Regions from separate parts of the Mus musculus genome. Here region 1 is linked to region 2. Evidence: chromatin contacts called from public Hi-C data. All regions are on one chromosome and are shown on one strand. Each heading gives the region's core, a stretch centred on a gene start, on an enhancer-like site or on the middle of the called end of the contact. The rest is flanking DNA. Distances are from core to core; before and after follow the strand shown.

The links. Hi-C and Micro-C count contacts between places; a contact is called where the count stands out from the background.
Region 1: a contact with region 2 is called in a Hi-C map of cerebellar granule neurons, with 2.0 times the contacts expected there. The contact joins two enhancer-like sites. A contact is called at or near these places in 1 of 484 Hi-C or Micro-C datasets (cerebellar granule neurons) and 7 of 115 datasets of contacts at active chromatin or transcription factors (acute myeloid leukemia, effector CD8 T cells, embryonic hindbrain and 4 more).

The regions. Positions count from the first base shown.
Region 1 is chr3:52,068,164-52,072,270 of GRCm38.p6, reverse strand. All of the region lies in intron 1 of Maml3 (mastermind like transcriptional coactivator 3), which reads left to right. Among named protein-coding and RNA genes, the nearest start is that of Maml3, 35 kb to the left of the region's middle. Within about 2 kb of position 2,275, at least 340 of the 459 cell types and tissues checked have an H3K27ac peak or open chromatin away from gene starts, as enhancers often do. A contact at or near this core is called in acute myeloid leukemia and cerebellar granule neurons, where this site is marked.
Region 2 is chr3:51,748,350-51,752,263 of GRCm38.p6, reverse strand. The region is part of intron 2 of Maml3 (mastermind like transcriptional coactivator 3); the gene reads left to right. Among named protein-coding and RNA genes, the nearest start is that of Gm46803, 43 kb to the right of the region's middle. Within about 2 kb of position 2,298, at least 119 of the 459 cell types and tissues checked have an H3K27ac peak or open chromatin away from gene starts, as enhancers often do. A contact at or near this core is called in acute myeloid leukemia and cerebellar granule neurons, where this site is marked.

The DNA of each region.
Region 1 (4,107 bases), core at 1,026-3,525, 320 kb before region 2:
CCTTAGGAAAATAATTGGTTTGGTTTAAAGGATTACACTGTGCATGCAGGGCCCAGTGTCCTTCCCTGGTGTGTCCTCCTTTGCTGTGTGGGACAATGAAAGAGAATCTGATTAGCACTGGGCCTGGCTCTGAAGTGACTCTCACAGATGTTACTTTTGGAGCTGGGGACTGTTGGGTTGTCTCCCCTGGTGCAGCACTGTAATATAACTCTTGACCATAGGAATGAACCGGGGCTTTCTGAAACCCTTCAGTGTTGCACACTGTGGTCTTGGTAGGAACTCACTCTTTCATACTGGCGTAAATAGGACGCCTGCCATAATCTTTGTTCTAATGCCCGGTCTTCACCCGTGGATTGGTTAACACTCATGTGGTATTTATAGTATGTGCTGTACTAATCAGTAAAACATTCAGTGACTCATTTCATCTTCAGAGCTAACCAGGGAGGTAGGGATGTTTTCAGCTGGGGAAACTGAGGCACAAGAATGGTCTCGGGCCTTGACCACGGTTCTATAGCTAGTAAGCCTACGTCTGGTTCCATATATTCTATCCATAGATAGTTGTTGCTGTTGCTACGGCTGTTACTTATTTTCAGGAAAGACCTCCTGTGTACTAGGCAAATGTTTTGTCACTACCCTCTACTCCAGCCCATGACTAATATTTTAGAAGGCCGAACACATTAGGAAAAATAGAAAAAAAACCAAACTCTTAAATGTTTAGATGTGGAGGTTGTGGCTGATGAAGGGGCATCTGTTCTGCCAGATGTCTAGCTGTGGGATGAAGAAAGGCCTGCAGTTGTGAATCTCCTTGTTTACTGCAGGCATTAGAAGGTATGAGCCAGTGGGCTTTCTTTAGGTTTGTTTCTCTGAGGTATTTGCATAAATTACTATGTGCAGTGGCCTGTGAGAAACCCTAGAAATGTCACACACAGGTTTCCCAAGAATTACCTATGCACTATGTCAGTTTTGTGGACTAAAAATTCTATCTTTCTCTCTCTCTCTGCTTCTCTCTCTCTCTCTTAATAACATTTATTTAGCTTGTGTGTGTGTGTGTGTGTGTGTGTGTGTGTGTGTGTGTATCCCACAGTGTGCATTTGGAAGGCAGAGGACAGCCTTCAGGAGTCAATTCCCTCTACTGTTCAGCTCCTGGGCATCAAACTCAAAGCAGTCAGTCTTGGTGGCAAGTGCCTTTACCAGCTGAGCCAAGTAGCTTTCTTCTCAAATATGAACTAATGACCTCAGATGTTGTGTGGTGTGCTTACAAAACCTGTTCTACTCCTGTGCTAACCTGAGACGATTGTAACTCTTTGGAGATCTGGCTGTAATTTAGAAACTTTTAACGTGTACCTTTGTGGGACTTGGAGGGGAAAAATTTGATTTGACCAATTTCTGTCATCTGTCAACTTAGATGTATTTTGATTTCTAAACAGAACTGTGGAAAAGACTTCTTTCTAATTGGGAATGCCTTGCTTTGTTACCTAGGAAACACCTGATTGTTTTCTTAGGGAAATATTCTGCAAATTAGACTTTTAAAGGTCTGTATTAAAAATGCGCATAAAACATAAAGCTACATTTGAAACTAGCTTTCGGCTTAAAAATTAGGTTTCTGTGTGGTCAGCAGACAAGTCAGAGAAGCATCGTCTGAAGGAAGACAATAGCCTGGGTTTAAGAAAATTCAGTGTTTGGATCATTGTCATTAGCCTCACAAATGTTTGCTTTCAGGTTGTAGTAAAGAAAATCGAAGATAATGGCTTTGCCCCTAACTCCCATTTTTCTTGTATTAAGATCTAAGACCTACCTCAGTTCACATGAGACAGAGCCCCAATTTTTGAGAACAAACTGTAGAACTTCTAAATTTGAGGAAGAAACTGACCCTTTTTAAAAAGACATATTCCAGTGAAAACCAAAGGCAGCCAGAGCCTGGACCTCTGGATGTGTCAAGGAGCCTCACCTACCTCGGGTGTCTAGCATGTCCTCGCAGGGACCTGTTGGTGGTCTGTGCAGCCACAGGGAACCTTACACGAAAGGCACCTGTGCTTGCTAAAAATCTGCTCCGAGAGTGGAAAAGCAGATCCAAAATGCTAATCCTTTGTCATTGGTCACAGTCCCTCGACACTTCTTTACCAGCTAACTGCTACTGATTCAATTTGGCCAACTGTGCTTAGCTTCCTTAAAACCTGCCGCAGTTTCGGTTGAGTAAAGCGGTGATTCATTTCCTGCCCCGTGGGGTGTCAGCCAGCTCTAATGGTTTTGTCTGCAAGAGCCCACAGCTGCCCAGGATGGCGGGAGGGAAGCAGTGGGGCTAGCGCCTGGGCTTAGAGCGGCACTTTCCCGCGGCATCGGGAAGGGATTGAACCCAGGCAGTCGATTCAGGTTGATCATTTGGTTTTGTAGAACATACGTCCTCTTGATTTCTCCTGTCCGTCAGGAGCGCAAGAGAACAAGCAAGAGAAATGTTCTCTGTGTGGGTGTCTTTCCCAGGAGAGCGCCCGAGCGACACTTCAGATCTCGTTTATGCAGCATAGCTTGATTAATTTGGCTGGTTGTTCAGAATATGTAGCCATTGTAGTACAGCTCTAGCTTGCTTTCTCTCTCTCTCTCTCTCTCTCTCTCTCTCTCTCTCTCTCTCTCTCTCTCTCTCTCTCTCTTTCTTTTTTTCGTCCCTGGTCCCTGAGACAGGATCTTACTGCGTATTTCTAGCTGTCCCTGAACTCACAGAGATCTACTTGCTTCTGCCTCCCAAATGCCACCACGCCCAGCCGCCCGAATACAGCCTTTTGTATTGTGTGAAAGTATCAGCAAAGAGAAAGAGATTTTCAGTCTTGTGTTTAACCTCTTCAGGACGGTGTTTTTATTTTCGGTTTTAAATTACACTTATTTATTTTAGGGGGCACTCACTACAGAGGTCAGAAGACAAGTTGGTTTTATCCTTGTACCATGTAGGTTGTCCTGGGAATCAAACTCAGCTCCTCCCGCTTGGCGGCAACCGCCTTTACTTGCTTAGCCATTTTGTAGTCCCATCTTGTTTGTTTCTGTGGAATCAGCTTTTCTGAATCTCAAGGAAAGAATAAAATAACAAGAAATGCTGTCAGCAAACCAGAGTGTTGCAGGTTGGATGGTTAGAGTTCAGAGTTGGCACATGTTTCTCCATCACTTTTCTTTCAAAGTAAGGTGAATCAGTACCCATTTTCTGGATTAAAATAGACACGTGAATGTGTGTCTCATTTGCATATTTTGCGGGAAAATTTGTTAGGTTCAAATGCAAAGTTCAAAAGGATGATATTTGCTTTGTTAAGAAATCAGTTTGGGGCTGGAGGGATGGCTCTGCAGTTGGAGCACTAACTGCTTCCCAGCACACAGGTGGATGTTACCAAACGTCTGATGCTGTTCTCCAGCTTTGGAGGGTCCTCATGTGCACAAGCCCTCCCCATTTCATGCACACGTTTTTAAAAGCATATTTATGTGTGTATATATATATATATATATATATATATATATACACACACACACACACACACACACACACACATATGTGCCTTTAAAGGCACATACATATATGTGAATTTTAATTTTGCAAAATAGTTATTTTACTATCCATCTAATAATGAATTGTCACACACACACATATATATATACATATATATTTACCTTTTCCAGAAATATCTCAGTTCAAAAATTGGATATATTTACATTTTGCACCTGTTTTTAGTTTCAGTCAAGGAGTATTTTGCACATGTTTAGAGTCCCAAAGAAGTGAACTTCCACACTTGTTCTTGAGTCTGAACATGAATGCCAGTGTCAGCTGAGGAGACCATTCCTCCCTCGAGCTATACTGGAGATGGTCTTTCACATTCATTTCACAGATGCAGGGTTCTGTTGGTGGAGACATTCACTCTGTGCATTCATTGGCATACTCAGTTAATTGTACTACGGCATCTTTCCCCCCTTACCCAGAGTTCTATTTTAAAAGCAGAAATTGAGAGTGTTCATGGAGAGTAAGACCTTTAGTTCCAAGAGGAAGGAAAACATCTACTAAGCCTTTGTTTTTTGTTTTGTTTTGTTTTTAATGGATTATTAGGGGCTATGAAGAACTCGGTAGTGTGAACTTAC
Region 2 (3,914 bases), core at 1,049-3,548:
CCTGAAGTGCTGAGACTCCCTCCCTCATCCACACCCTTTCTGTTTCCCTGCTTCTGCGCAGTTAACCAAGTACTAAAGTAAAGGTGGCTCAAACAGCAGGCAGGGATTTCATTTCCTCAGAGTTGGGGAGATGGCAAACCTGAGATCGCTATGTTGACAGGCTCCATTTCTTCTGAGGCTCCTTGGGTGTAGAGATGACTGCCTTTGCCTTGTGTCCTAGCATAGTGTCCCTTGTCCTTCTACTTCCAAATTCCCCTCTTCTGATATGAACACCAGCCATACTGGATCAGGATGGCAGCTTATCACCACCCAACAGTCTTGTTCAGAGGTAACCTGATTAATACCATTAGTCTCTTTTGTGCCCCTTCAAGGATTTTTCCCTTAAACAGTATTTCGAGGACAAATCCTTCAGTAGCACTTTAAAATTAAGAACTCCCGTGTTTCTAGTTACAGAAATAAACAAATAAAGGGCTGTTGAGATGTGTGAATGAAGGGGCAGATCGCTAAGCGTTGCCTCTGGCACCGGGTAGCCATATTGTTCTCCCTGGTTGAGACCTTTTCAGATAATACTCCGCAGTGTGACTCCAGCCAGCTACAGCCTCGCAACCGCATGCAACCTGTTCCTGCCAGTGGGGATCGCCACACTCCATGTGAAAACAAAAGGGCACAGTTTCCACGCTCAGGTTCTCTCCTCAGGAGTACCACAGTCCCTGAGTAAGCAACAGAGCCCTTTCATGCCCACTGACGGCCATGCCGGCAGAATCCAGAACGCAGCTCTGCCTTCTGCTTTATTTTGTGCCTGGAGCCCTCTGGACATACTATGTAATATTTTCATGTAAATAGCAAAGCCCCAGCCACATCTTTGAGAGCAGCATTTAACACCACCCCAAAAGACCCAGAAGCTCTTAAGCACACATGCCTGCCCTCTGGGGACATGTGGCAGGGTGGCTGCTCTCAGCCCTGGCCTCTGAGCTTGCGTTCTCAAGCCAAGCTCCTCAGCCCCTGAAGAACCATTCTTTCAAGGCAGCAGAGGAAGGCGGTGGAGAGCCTCCCACATCCGATGACAGAGGGGAGTGCTGTGTGCACAGCAAGCGTAGCCCACCACAGAGACTGAAGGAACTGGGGTCCTCTCAGGAGGCGAGGGCCGCAGATATAGGTCACAGGTCACAGATATAGGTCAATAGTGGAGGGTGGTTGTTGTTGTTGTTTTTCGAGACAGGATTTCTTTGTATAGCCCTGGCTGTCCTGGAACTCACTCTGTAGACCAGGCTGACCTAGAACTCAGAAATCCACCTGCCTCTGCCTCCCAAGTGCTGGGACTAAAGGCGTTCGCCACTATGCCCAGCAATAGTGAAGCTCTTGCCTAGAAAGTAAGGAGTCTTTCAAACACATGGGGGAAAAAAATGCCACCGTTAGGCACTATGTGGGACAGGAATGAAATCTTAAAACTACTGCAAGTGCATCAAGAAAGGACATGCACATATCACACACACAGCATCCTCACCATACCACAGCAAGCATACAACACACACATACACACACCACACCGAACGCATACACATCACACATACATGTATATATCACATTCACCATATATACACACACATACACAACACATATACCCCTTCCCCCAACACACACACAGGAAATGGACATGCTCACCCAGTAGCAACTGGAGATCTCACACACACACACACACCAGGTACAAGACATACCCATAGCTCGCCCCCCAAACACACACACAAACAGAGGAAATGGCAGTATTCACCCAATAGCAGCTGAAGGACATAGACACACAGACACACATACATGCACAGACACACATATTCATATCCCACCCTCACACACACAGAGGAAATGGCAGTGCTCACATAGTAGCAGCTAGGGGTCATAGGCACAACAGAGGGAGAGGGAGAGAAAGAGAGAGAGAGAGATGTTATTGGGTGTTTGCCCAATAGCAGCTAGAGGTCACAGAGAGGTCATGGAGACAAAGTCCCAGCAGACTGAGGTTAAGTCACACCAGGAAGAGATGAGGGGTGAGTGACCCAGGGCCCTACTTGGTTGTTCCTCAGCAGACACAGGACTCTCACTGTCCTTGGAGTGGAATTGGCTCAGCCCCTGAGCCTGTGACTTGCCAGGATTGCATGGAATGCCATTGGAGATGCGAGACAATTTTAGAAACAGGAAATTGGAAGTGTGCTGCTTAAAATACTTGGGGCTGTGTGTACAAGAGAAGAGAGGGTCTGTGCATGTCTCAGAAGAGCGCTTGTGTGGACGCACCCAGGCTGGCTTGCGGGCAGCCAGGGCAGCCGGGAGGCATCAGGCTGGCCTGGCCTTGTCAGCTCCTGTCTTCCACAGAGACTGGCTTGTTTGGCATAGCCATTTTCTTTGCTTCAGAGTCAAAGCTGTCTGCCCCTTTTCTTCTCTCCTCCTGCACTGGCGGCGGCGGGGGTGGGGTGGGGACGTTGTTATATGTGGATACTCGGAAAAATAAACATGCATTTTAATATCCATGCTCCCCCACAGTCAGCAAGCGATTTCTTCCACCCAGGTGGAAAAAGGATAGGGCCTCTCTGACATGCTGGTTAGTCTGAAAACAGGCCGCTAAATGCATAATGAACAGCCTCAGAGGAGTCAATCTGCATGTTAAAATGGTGTTCAGCAGCCCAGGCTGTCACACAACATAATTTGAAGATGAATGTGCATCCAATCAGACGGCCGTTCGCTGACTGCAGAGTCCTGGCTATTAGGATTACCTGTCTGCTGGGTGGCCCCCAAATCTGTAGTGAGATGAATGGGGGTCCCCCTCAACCCTACCCAGATTTGCTAGAGCCAGACTAAGGTCAACATACAGATAACCTAAAGAGGACCCCAGCATAAAGACATGCTAGAGTCGGGAGATGGGCAGTGATGACAGAGAGGTATTTAGCCTGGCATTCAGTAGTTTTGAGCAGGTCTGCAACAGCAGGTCCTGCTGGCCACAGGCGTGGCTGGAGCCAGGGCCCGCCCGTCACTGCAGTTACAGCCTTCGCATGAATGATGCGCAAACCTCACTTTTGTCTCTGAGCGTTTGACACCAATTAGGACCTGACTCCAGGGGCAGAACTTCACAAGTACATGAGGAACACTGGAAAAATGAGGCTACAGACCAGAAATGAGCCATCTGCCTGGTAAAAACTGTATCCTCGAGGTAGCATTTACATGGGGACACCGGGCAGCGTGTCACTCATTGTCCCTTCCCACAGCTCCACAGCACAAAGGGGATTTCGGAGCCATGTTGCCTTTAAGGCCCTGTACTTGGAAAGCCTGCATGAACCTTTTTTTTTTTTTTTTTTTTTTTTAATTCTAAATGCCTGCTGGAGCTGCAGCTAAATGCCAAGCCCTGGGGAAGGCTTCATATTCGCTGCAGGTTTCATGCCTTGCTCCCGTCTTGAGGTTCCCAAATACTGAAAATAGGCAGCCTAAAGCCAAATTTGGGGCGTAGGAAATAGCAGTAAATAACATTATAAGGTCCTTCCTTGGTGGCGTCAAATCCTCTTCCGAAAGAAGGAGGGGGGGACAAATGGAACCCAGGTGCCAAAAGCCACAGGCTCTGCAGCAGAGCAATCTGCCTGCAGAGAAGCTGGATACAGTTTCTCCATGGGTTCCAGGCACACTGACTCTTGCCAGCCCCCCTACAGCTGCTCCCTGGCCAGCTTGACCTTTCATTACAGGCCAGCCAAACAAGCTAGCAGGAAGGCCACCTACGTTTAGTGGGTGTATGTTGGTCTAAGAGCCCTGTTCATTTGGCAGAACCCTCTAAAGAAGCCTATCCAACAGACAATTAAGACCTAATGCATCTATTTCTTTGTCCTCATGAACTGAAGTTGTCATTATGTCTAGTTGGTTAAAAAGAAAAAAAAATTCGTGGGATT